2 separate regions of the Sus scrofa genome follow, and region 2 is linked to region 1. A link is a contact called in public Hi-C data. All regions are on one chromosome and are shown on one strand. Each heading gives the region's core, a stretch centred on a gene start, on an enhancer-like site or on the middle of the called end of the contact. The rest is flanking DNA. Distances are from core to core; before and after follow the strand shown. Region 1 overlaps B4GALNT3 (beta-1,4-N-acetylgalactosaminyltransferase 3). Region 2 holds the start of RAD52 (RAD52 homolog, DNA repair protein).

Region 1 (5,849 bases), core at 975-3,474:
GCCAGGCCTGACCCAGATGAAATGGTACATTTTAGAAGCAGCTAAGACACCTCAGCCCATTCTTCAGATGATGGGTGAAGGTGTGAGGAAAGGCGACCCTCCATGAAATAGAAATTGCTACATTGCATCATTTCAGAGTTCAAAGATCCTTAAGGGATTTCCAGTCCACCTCTATTCTTTCAGGCCCTCATTTCCCACCTGGTGAGGGAAGACCTTTAAAACCTCACTCCTCTGGAACTCTTGTCGTGGCTCAGTGGTAACAAACCCGACTAGCATCCATGAGGATGCAGGTTCGATCCCTGGCCTCACCCAGTGGGTTAAGGATCCCGCATTGCCGTGAGCTGTGGTGTAGGTCATAAATGAAGCTCGGATCTGGCATGCCTGTGGCTGTGCTGTAGGCCAGCAGCTGCAGCTCCGATTCAACCCCATCGACCCCAGCCTGGGAACTTTGATATGCGGCATGTGTGGCCCGAAAAAGCAAAACAAACAATAAAAAAAAAATCCACAAACAAGCCAAAACAAAAACCCCACTCCTCTTCTCAGCCTCTCAACTGCTTTCCTTCAGGAACCTCCCAGGTAAGCCTGTGCCCTGTGCCCTATGCCCTACGCTATGCCCTACAGTCCAGGAAGCCCAGCCCCGGGAGAAGCCTGCCCAGCAGCCTGAACCACGGTGCCACCAAGAGCAGGGGAGACAGCATGCTGGATATGGCCTTCCTCATGTCCAATGCCACAAGGCTCTCATCACTACACCATCCTCACCACCCTCATCGGCATCTCTCTGCTCCAGAAGGTGGTCATTGGAATCCTCCTCGTGGTCACTGGTGAGAAGCCCCGGACTAGAGTTGGCCTGGCCTCGGGTACCCCCCAGTGGGAAGAAAAGCCCCAAGTGCCTCCCTGTCACTCCCTGCATTTGCAGAGGCCACTTTCTCAGCCATACACTAACCTACTGTTAGCCCCCTGCACCTACAAATGCCCAAGGAACAACTACGTGGTGAGTCAGGCACCCCATTTATCTCCTGGTCTCCCATTTAGTGGCCACTCCACAAGACCTGCTGAGTGGCAGTCCTCACTAACTTGTAGCAGAGATCCTTAGAGCCTCCCATGTGAGCACACAGCCCCACTCTGAGAAGGCCCAGTAAGTTCCTAAATCCCAGTTCCATTAAATACCACGTGGGTGCCCTGCTCTGGTCAGTGAGGGAGAAGGCATCTGAGCACCATGGCAGCCACCTTCCTTCATTCTGCTACGCTGATCTCTGAGGGGCCAGACTTTCTCTGAATTCTAGTAGCTGTGGTGGGGGAAGCCCCAGGCTGTGGTCTCCCATATCCCCAGACCCTCGTCTGCCACCCCCTTTTCTCCACACCTTGACTGAATCTCAAGAAGGCAGAAGAGCAATAGTGACTATACCAGCTCAACCACACAGCCACTACCTTGGTCTTCATCACAGCCTTTGGGGCACAAGAGACAGGGCTCCTGGCTGCAGGGACCCCCAAAGACTCCTCTCTGACCACATGGTGGGACCCAGGTAAGGGAGGACAGGAGGTCCCCAGGTGGCCCTTCTCACATCTGGGGTTTGGGCTGAGAGAGATCCTTGCCAAGCCAAAGGGGAAGACCATAGACCTGGGGCAAGGAGAGGGCTTGGAGAGGAGTTCAGGTTGGGGCTCAGAAAGCTCCCAGTGCTCTCTTCTTAGGCTGGGCTTTTCTACAGCCTGGGATGGGGGAGGCTATGGTTAATGCGGATAAAGGGCGATGTGGGCGGGTGTTCCCCTTCACACTGTCTGGCAGTCCGTGCGACTCAAATTGTGGTCCATGGACCAGTAGCATCAATAAAACCACTGGGACCTGGCTGGCAGGCTAGAGCCTCCTGCCCCGCTGCAGCCTCAGATCTGAATCAGCACCTGTGTCCTGAGGAGGCTGCCAGGGCCACCATGTGCACGGTGAAGTCAGGCACTGGTCTGGCCTGCCCTCCACACCGCCTCCTCTCTGCTTCCCCTACAGGTTCTAGGTCTGCTTCCTCCTTTCCCCTTGGACCCCCCGCCCCCATCTGCCGGGCTGCTGGGCACTTTCCCCACCCTCTGGGAGAGCTCCTGAAAGGGCAATGTAGATGCCCTTGCTTCTCACCGCCAGCACCGAAATGAAGATGGGACCTTTTACTGGCTTAAGTGAATCCCGCTCAGGTTGCAGTCCTGAGCTCAGACTGGGGTACTGCCAACCCTCCTCCTGGCAGATCTCCTGCCCTCGAGGTGTGCCTATCTAAGGCTTCAGACTCCACCCTGTTCCCTCCCTCAGCTCCAGGCCTCCTTGCCCTTTCTGAAGAATGGCATGCTTTCTACCTAAAAAGATTGCTGCAAATCACTGTGAGTCAATCATTCTGTCTCCAATTGTGAAGGCTCAGGCATCTGGGCAGCTCTCTCCATCTGGGTCCTGGAAAGGGCTCAAAGGAGCGACTAGAGCCTGGAGGGAGAAAAGGCTTTTAAGTCCCTCCCTCCCCCCTGGGTCCTGCTCTGAGTCAGTTTTCCAGCCCCGGGTGCCTTGGGCTACTTACCATCTGCTACATCAGTGGCAGATGAGTCAATTCTGGATTGGTGTGTGGGCACAATCCTCTCTGAGAACCTACCTACACTACTCTAGCTTCCGTCGCAGCACCTTCTCTTGAGCCTGAGTTTAAGGAATACAAACTGTGATCTCTGCCCACATCAGCTAGGACTAGGACCGTAACTTTGTACCTATAAGGCAGCAACCGGGCATCCCCAGCTCAAACAGATGGTTTTTAGGTCATTCACTCTTTTAGAGTAAGCCGCACCTGCACTTCTCCTCACCTTTTGTTCACTCAACCATTGTGTGTCCACTGAAACCACCGACCTCCACCAAACTACTGCACAGAAAATGCTCCTCAGACAGGAAGCACGTCAGCCCCTTCCTGAGTAAACCCAGCCCAAGGGAGGCTGCCCTCACAGCCGCAGTGGAGGGTCTGCGGAGGGTCCCTGGCATGTCCCTCGGAGGCCTGACAGCCTCGAGATGGCGATGTGAGCCCTGGGCCCTCGGCCCACCTGCCTCCCACCTGGATGGGCAACAGGAAAACACAAGAGCATTTGGTTTTCTGAGAAGATGCTGTATTAATGCTTCCCTCCCCCAACCCTACACGTGTCCCCAGACAGTGGGGGCGGGGCCAGGCCCTCCCCATTAAGGCAGACGGAGTGGAGGTAACAAACACCAAATGCAAGGCACTGGCCAGGGCGGAGCGGGTGGCGGGCTGGGCAGGGGAGCCGGCGGGCTCCTGTCATCAGGAGGGTGAAATGGGAGGGCTGCCTGCGTGGGCTCGGGCCTTTCAGGGCAATGCCCAGGGACAAGAGTGGCCCCAGAGAGAAGCCTGTCACCTCAGGCAGCTCTTGCCTACTCCCTACAGCCCTTTCGCAAAGGGAAGGAGCCTGAACAGGGACAATAAAAAGACCGAGCCTGGGGGCAGATACGGTATCCACAAGCCACAATCTATTCATTGAAAATTCTGTGTCCTTCCTGATTTCTTGAGGGAGGCAGGCATTCTCTTCAACCTCCAGAAGGTTCTTGAGAGGCTGTGTTCTCCCATATGCTAAGTTTAAGTTCTTAGTGAGTGCAGGGCCACCAGGTAGACCCTGCCGCCCCAGGTGCCGTGACTTGGCCTTTGTCACAGCATGGGGCCTGGGCCCTGCTGCACCCCAATAAGCCCTTCTTCACAGAGGGGAGCCCCGTGCTCACCTCCCTAACGGGACACTGGGGTGCAAGATGCAGTGTCCAATGCACCGCGGGTGACTCAGCAGCAGTGGCAAGAGGCAGCAGCAGCAGAAGACTCCCCAGCTGCAAAGGCACCTGGAGTTATTAGTGCAAGTTAAGTGCGAGATGGGGGTGACAGAAAGGGTGCCCCAGACTACAAAGGCCAAGGGCCACGTTCCTTGAAACGGCTTCACTTTTCAGTCCTCCAGCGCTGCTCCCAGTGGAGAGATATCTCAACCATACTCGTGTCTCCCCAAACCTTCTGCCCTGGTCCCTGTTTTCCAGTTCAGAGTGTCACCCATCCCCCAGGGGGCTGCCTGGGGCTCTCCCTGCAGGAGGGCGCTGGGCTGTGAGGACTCAAGCTTTCCACTTCCCTTCCCATCCCTTCCTGCTGGACCCACCCTCACCTCCTTCCCTCTCTGTTTCATGTGGTCCCCAAGGCCCCAGCCCACAGGTGCCTGGGATGGGAAAAGGGCTTCTTGTCCCTGCCTTCCCCACCTTGCCCATTCTGCACGGCCTATCCACCCAACACAGGGAGTGAGGGGCCCACCGCCCACCAGCTTCTGGTGCCCAGCCCCCTGCAGCCCCCGGAAGAGGAGGCCAGTTCTGTGCGTCTGGTGGGTCTGGAGTGAGCGCCGCCTGGAAAGTAAGGTTAATGCCCTAGTCGGTGGCCAGCTGCCTAGGAGAGATGTGCGTGGCCTGGAGGCACAGGTCTAGGACGGAGCTGAGAACTCTCCACGTGGGGCCAGCTCCTCGGCTATAAGTCAGCTGCCGGGTGAAGGACTGAGAACACACCTGTACCCGGGAGTGGGTCTGAGGTATGCAAGGGGGACCCTCCCTAAATGCACGGCTCTGCCCACCTCACAGTCTCTGCTGCACCTGGACAGTTTCAGTTTTGGTTTTCTGTTAAAAAAATAAAACCCAATAAAATACTCCAATAGAAGAGTTTCCAGTCCCTGGTCACTGTTCTCTGGAGGAGCACCAGGCAGATCCTGGACCGCACCTCCCGGATCAGGCTGGTATCCACCAAGCAGCGCTTTCCTTCCTCGGCCTGGTTCTGCCGACCTTCCCGGGAGCTGCTCCGTCTGTGTACCATCTCCGGGCTCCCCTCCCAAAGTCCTCCCTCCAGAGGCCCGGGGTGGAGAGCAGGCCTCAGCCTTGTCCCACAAGGATGCCTGCCGGTGCAGGGGGCATTGGCTTGGAGGCCCCTTGGGCCCAGCATGGCTCCTGCTCCCCTTGTCTCCTCCAGCAGTGAGTGGGCACCGGCCGAGCAACTGCGGTCCAGGGGCAGGAAGCGGTCGGTCCAGTGGGCCACCCCTCGGGATCACGGCATCTTCATCTGGCGGCGATTCCACATGCCTCGCTTGGAATGGAAGTGATGGAAGAAGTTGCGGAGGGAGAGACGTTCCACTTCCAGGCCTGCTTGGAGGATCCTGAGCAGGAAGGAGCAGGATGAGCAACAGAAGCACAAGGCCCAGGCCCTAAGTAGCCCGCCTGCTACATCTCCACCAGACCCTGTCCCTGTCCCCCTCTGGCCACTCCCCACGGGGCAGGGAAGGTGATGGGGTGGGGCAAAGGGCCTCTGACATGCATTAGCTGTGAGATTTGGGGCAAGTTGTCAACTTCTCTTCAAGGCTCGGTTTTATTATCTGGAAAAAGGACCCAGACCATCTCGCAGAGGGCTGGGGAGGAACAGCCCAGGTGACGGAGGTGAACCACCTGCCGAGCACCGGCTCCCAGTGACTGGTGAGTAAGGAAGTGCCGTCCCTCAGGATGAAGCATGTCTTCCTTGTCAGGGTACCCTCTCCCCCGATGTCCCTGACCTTCCCTGTCCACCTCTTCTGGATGCTGTTCCAGCAATTACACCCTTTCTTTCTGGGATTTTCCCCCTCTCCCTCCTTTGCCCCTGCCTCTTAAGCTCAAATCTCAAGGTATCATCTACTCCCCTGCCCCTTCTCTCAGCAGCAAATTTCTCGAAGAAGGAACCTCAGACTAAGCCTCCCCCCCTCACCTCCCACATGTTCCACATCCCCTCACCCTGGTGGCCCGCGCCAGCCTGCTCCCTGCTGCCACCCCTCTTCCAGGCCGCAGCTCCCCTGCC
Region 2 (5,849 bases), core at 2,309-4,808, 310 kb before region 1:
TTAATTTTCTGCAGAATATCTGTCTAAAATATATTTACTTTTTCTCTCACTTTATTGATAATTTGGATATTGAATTCTAGGTTAGAATTTAATTCCCCTCAGAATCTTTTTTTGTTTGTTTGTCTTTTTAGGGCCGTACCCAAGGCATGTGGAAGTTCCCAGGCTAGGGGTCGAATCGGAGCTGTCACAGCCACAGCAACACAGGATCCAAGCCACATCTGTGACTTACAGCACAGCTCACAGCAATGCTGGATCCTTAACCCACTGAGCAAGGCCAGGGATCAGACTGAAGTCCTCATGGATACTAGCTGGGTTCGTTACTGCTGCGCCACCAGGGGCAATTCTTTTTTTTTTTTTTTTTTTTAATTTTATGGCCACACCTGCAAACACCATATCCTTTAACATACTGCCCCAGACCACGGAGCAAAACTGCACCCACATAGTGACCTGAGCCACTGCAATGGGACTTTTTTTTTGTCTTTTTAGGGCTGCACCCGCAGCATATGGAAGTTCCAGGCTAGGGGTCGAATTTGGAGCTGCAGTGCCACCTATGCCACAGCTCACAGCAACAGTGGATCCTTAACCCACTGAGCAAGGCCAGGGATCAAGATGGAACCCTCATCCTCATGGATACTAGTAAGATTTGTTACTGTTGTTCCACAACAGGAACTCCTGCAGTGGGATTCTTAACCCACCGCACCACAGTGGGAACTCCTCCCTTAGAATCTTGAAAGCATTTCTTTATTATCTTGTAGCTTCTATTGCTACTGGGAGGAAGTCCAAAGCCATCTGATTCCTGGTATTTTAGCCCAATACTTTGTGTGTAATGATACTTTTTTGGCTTTCATTTCTGCATATTTTCATTTACGATACTTACTTACCACTTATGATCTAAATATCCTCAGTGTAGGTCCTTTTTAATTTGTCATACTGAGCCCTGGGGTGGGATCTTTCAAAATGAAGATCTATGTCTTTCAATTCTGAAAAGTTTTTTTCTGTTTTTCTTTTTGTTAATTTCTCCTAGATGTTTTCTTATTCTCTCTTTCTGGAACACCTGTTTGTCAGATGTTGATCTTTTCTTTTTCTTTTTTTTTTTTTTTTTTTTTTGCCTTTTTAGGGCCACACCCATAGCATATGGAGGTTCCCAGGTTAGGGGTCTAATCAAAGGTGTTGCTGCCATTCCGAGCCATGTCTGTGACCTACACCACAGCTCAGGGCAATGCCAGATCCTTTAACCCACTGAGTGAGGCAGGGATCAAACCCGCAACCTCATGGTTCCTAGTCAGATTTGTTTCTGCTGTGTCAGGACAGGAACTCCAGATGTTAGTCTTTCTTGATTGATGTTTTAATTTTCTTATTGTTTCTCTTTTATTATCCATCTTTTTTTTTTTTTAACTAACTTTTGGGGAGATTTTTTAAAAGCCTTGTTTTCCAAACTTATTAGTGAAATTTTCATGGTATCGTATTTCATTATTAATATTTTTTGCCCACAGCATGTGGAAGTTCCCAGGTCAGGAAGCGAACCTGAACTGCAGTTGTGATCTGTGCCATGGCTGTGACAACACCAGATTCTTAACCTGCTGCACCGCAAGGGAACTTCAGTTAGGTATCATATTTTAAATTTCTAAGCACTTTCTTTATCTAATATATTTTTCCTTTTTTTATTAATACTCTTTCATGAACAGAATACATTTATCGGGAGTTCCTGTTGTGGCTCATTGGGTTAAGAATTCAACTAGTATCATGAGGATTTGGGTTGATCCCTGGCCTTGCTCAGTGGGTTAAGCATCTGGTATTGCTGTGGCTGTGGTACAGGCCTGAGCGGCTACAGCTCCGATTGTATTCCTAGCCTGGGAACCGCCATATACCTCGGGTGTGGCCCTAAAAAGATAGATAAATAAATAAAATGGAAATGGTTGAAATTATATACTTATTTTAATATGTATACTTTTTAGTTTTATTAAAATTAAATCTTTTCATATTGTCTTTCTCCTTTTGTGAACTATATACACACTTGTTAATATTTCTTCAATTGTTAGAACTTTTTATATATTAATTCCATTCGAATACATGTTAGTATTTCCCTATTTTTCTTGTTTATTTTCTACTTCCAGAAACTAAGTAAATTGCATGTAGATAGCTACATTTATTCACCTTTTAAGATTAATTTATCAGCTTCTATAGTTAGAAAGCTTTTCTCCATTCTAAGGTTGGCTATTCATCTGCCTATTCTTTTATATGTACCTGCATACATTTAACATTTCTCACTCGAATTCAATTGTAATTGATTTCACTTCATTATTATTATTGTTTGGCTTTGCCCTCTGCATACAGAAGTTCTCACGCCAGGGCAGGGACACCGGATCCTTAACCCACCAGGGAACTCCAGTTGTAATTATTCTTATGCATATTTTGATAGGGACTCTAACCCAATCACTGTGTCCCAGCACCATCTGAAAGCAGCCATGCCTTTCTTTATCAAATGCACGGGAATCGTGAGCACCCCTCCAGGAAATGCCTGGTTACTGCGCAGAACCGCGGCGAGGGGGTCACCGGAACAACAATTTGAAAACGTCAGTAACTGAGTATGTTCAAGTTTTCCGCACTCAGCTTGGGGTTGTGATGCAACTGTTGTTGTTGTTTTTGCTTTTCAGGGCCACACCCGTGGCATATGGAGGTTCCCAAGCTAGGGATTACAAAGGAGCTGTAGCCACGGGCCTACGTCACAGCCGCAGCAACTCGGGATCTGAGCCGTGTCTGCGACCTACACCACAGCTCAGCGCAACGCCAGATCCTTAACCTACTGAGCGAGGCCAGGGATCGGACCCGCTTCCTCATGGATACTATTCGGATTAGGTTTCACTGAGCCACCATAGGAACTCCCGAGATGCGACTCCTTAGTCTCGCTACGAGCGCTGCTGCGGGATGTCCTGCCCACGGATCGCCGCCTCTAAGCATCTCCGTCTGTGCGGGCATCTGGGGACCTCGGGACCCGGCGATGGGGCGCTGCCCGGGCTGTTGAGCCTGGTCCCGGTACAGCTCTAATCTCCGCCATAGCGGCCTGGGGTACACGGAGCCGAGCTCCGCTCGGGAGGCCGGGCAGGAGCTCGCTGGTGGCCAGCAGAGACCACAGGGGCGCAGGGCGCGCAGGGGCCAAGCGCAGAGAGCCGCTGACACGGAAGTCAGCATCGCGCTGCCAAACAACTTGCTTTACGGCTCTCAACAGATGGCTCTGTTCCTCTACCCCGACCACAACTTGCGGCTCCTCCGCCCGTTCACAGCCGTGGTGCGGCACGCTCTCTTTGGACCGTCTTCCCAGGGTCTTCTGCGCGGCCGCGCCGCGTACCCTTCCGCGAGTACAGGTCTTCTCAGTTCATTCGCGTTAGACCTTCTTCCCACACCCCGGTCTGGTTTACCCTCGTTCTGACCTTCCTCCCAGGACTCTTTGCGCGGGAACCCAAAGTGTTCTTCCGCGCCACACGCCATTCTGGTTTTGGGTACTCCCGTTGGACCTTCCTCCCAGGGTCCTCTGCGCGGCCTGCTTTATCGCCCTTCTGCGAGTACGTCTCTCGCTCTCTCTCTCTCGCTCGCTCTCTCTCTCTCTCTCTCTCTCGCACTTTTTCCAGTTTCTCTGACGCCGTCATCACGCGTGTCCTTCCGCGCGTTCAAGTCGGCTCTCGCTCGGACCTTCTTCCCAGGGTCCTCTGCGCGGCCGTCCCGAGACCCCTTCTGCGCGTTCAGGGGGAACGGTGCGTGAGTGGGATCTCCGCCGGGTGGGAAGCTCGTCTCCCGGTCCCGGCTTAGTGGTACCGACCCGGGGCATGTGCTGAGGGGAGGGTGCCGTGGCCGTGGGCGGGGCGGGGCGGGGCGGGGCGGGGCGGGGTTGGGGCTGCGGTTACTTGCTGCCGGTTGACCGGGGCCGAGGGCGCGTAGACAGTTGTACTCCGGTGTGTAGAATTACCCACTTAGGGATTTGACAGTTCAGCGCGTATTCAGCGTTTCTAGACTTTTTTTTTTTTTAAATTGAGATAGAATTTATATATGATTAAAGTTGTTCATCCAAAGTGAACATTGAGTGGTCTTTATTGTATTCACAGAGTTGGGCGGCCGTTACCGTTATCTAACGCAGAACATTTTCATCACCTGGGAAAGAAGCCCGAGCTCATTAGCGGGCTCCTCATCCCCCTCCCCCAGCCCCACCAGTCTTCTTTCTGCCTCTGAATTTGCCAGATCTGGATGTTTTGCATAAGTGGGATCATGCAGTATGTGGCTTTTTGTGTCTGGCTCCTTCACTTGGCACTGTGTCCCCAAGGTTCATCCGAGCTGTGGCGCGTGTCCCGTACTCTCGTGGCCCAATAATAATCTTTCGTTGTCGGGATATACCATGTTTTGCTTCTTCATTAATTGATGGGCATTTGCGTTTTTGCACTTTTCGGCTTAATTTAAGGGCTCTTTCATCATAGAATTCAGCCCTAGGCACAAACAATGTAAAACTAAGTTCTTATCACATTTAACTCGGGTTGGATCAGGTATTTCATTGGCCCCAGGTCTGGTATCTTTCAGAAAAGGCTGGCTTTGTGAAGTCCTCTGTTCTCAGTGCATCGCTTACTAGACCATTGACTGTGGTGGTAACAAGCAGAGAAGCGTTTGTGTGCAGGTCCCATCGGAGATGCAGTCAGACCTGTCATCTAGTGATGGGAACTGAGTGGACTTGGAGACGAGTTTATGAAAAACGTAACAGCTGTGGGAGAGGTTTGATCTCATAAAACACCTAGCCTATTTTCATCATCTGTGAATTCTGTATTTGTGAATTGACTGGCTAAAACTTCTTTGTAGCCCCAAGCAGATGCTCCAATGCTCTGGCAGTGTGTGGAGTGTCCAGCAAGGCGTCCTCTGCCTTCTTGCTCATACTGTAAACCAGTGTCTTTGTTGTGGTATATTTGTTGCTGCATTTTGCACAGTTTTATGCTTTTTATTAGTGATTCCACTGGTGTTTTTTAAAAACGCTTTTTAAAAAGCTGAAAGAATGATTCTTTAAATTCTGTGGCGCTTTGCAATATTCAGAAGTTTCACACACGATTTCATGTAATTGGTTAACAATCCTCTTTGTCTCCCTACCCCTGTCTTCCCCTCCTTCCTTCCCTGTCCCCACAGATATAGTTTTTTTGTCTATATCTGTGAGTCTGCTTCTTTTTAAAAAATGTCTGTATATGTGTATCTTTTATGAAGTCACTGCTCAAATCTTTTGCCTATTTTAAATTAGGTTAATTGCCTTTTTATTTTTGTTGAGTTGTAGACTTTCTTTATATATCCTTTTTATATCCTGGATATCAGTCCTTTGTGGTTGCCTATTCATTTTTTTTTTTTTTCCCTTTTACGGCCGCACCTTCAGCGTGTGGAAGTTCCTGGGCTAGGGGTCCAATTGGAGCTACAGCTGATGGCCTTCACCACAGCCACAGCAACACCGTATCTGAGCTACATCTGCAACCTACACCCTAGCTTGTAGCAATGTTGGATTCTTAACCCAGTGAGTGAGGCCATGGATTGAACCCACATCCTCACAGAGACAATGTTAGTCCTTAACCTACTGAGCCACAACAGGAACTCATATTCATTTTCTTAGAGTTGTTTTGATAAGCAGACTTTTGGTGTAGTTATATTTGTCTTTTTTTTTTTTCTTCCAGCCACGCCAGGAATTGAAACTGTACCACAGCAGTTAACAATGCTAGATCCGTAACAACTAGGCAACAGGAACTCCATGTCATTTTTTCTTTTATAGTAATTGCTTTCTGAGTCCTCTGAGTAAAAAATCTTGACTGCCTCCAGGTTGTGAAGATATACTCCTGTAT

What was found. Hi-C and Micro-C count contacts between places; a contact is called where the count stands out from the background.
Region 2: a Hi-C map of skeletal muscle shows a contact between it and region 1, with 7 times the contacts expected there. The contact joins the promoter of RAD52 here to the enhancer-like site in region 1. A contact is called at or near these places in 6 of 47 Hi-C or Micro-C datasets (embryonic fibroblasts, heart right ventricle, psoas muscle and 2 more) and 2 of 2 datasets of contacts at active chromatin or transcription factors (alveolar macrophages and skeletal muscle).

What each region holds. Positions count from the first base shown.
Region 1 is chr5:67,858,241-67,864,089 of Sscrofa11.1, reverse strand. B4GALNT3 (beta-1,4-N-acetylgalactosaminyltransferase 3) reads right to left here. Exons shown (of 22, transcript XM_021092495.1): 22 at 3,090-5,181. The coding sequence ends at 5,073. Among named protein-coding and RNA genes, the nearest start is that of B4GALNT3, 89 kb to the right of the region's middle. Within about 2 kb of position 2,224, at least 4 of the 83 cell types and tissues checked have an H3K27ac peak or open chromatin away from gene starts, as enhancers often do. A contact at or near this core is called in skeletal muscle, where this site is marked.
Region 2 is chr5:68,165,357-68,171,205 of Sscrofa11.1, reverse strand. It overlaps RAD52 (RAD52 homolog, DNA repair protein), which reads left to right and starts at 3,558. Exons shown (of 13, transcript NM_001123182.1): 1 at 3,558-3,749.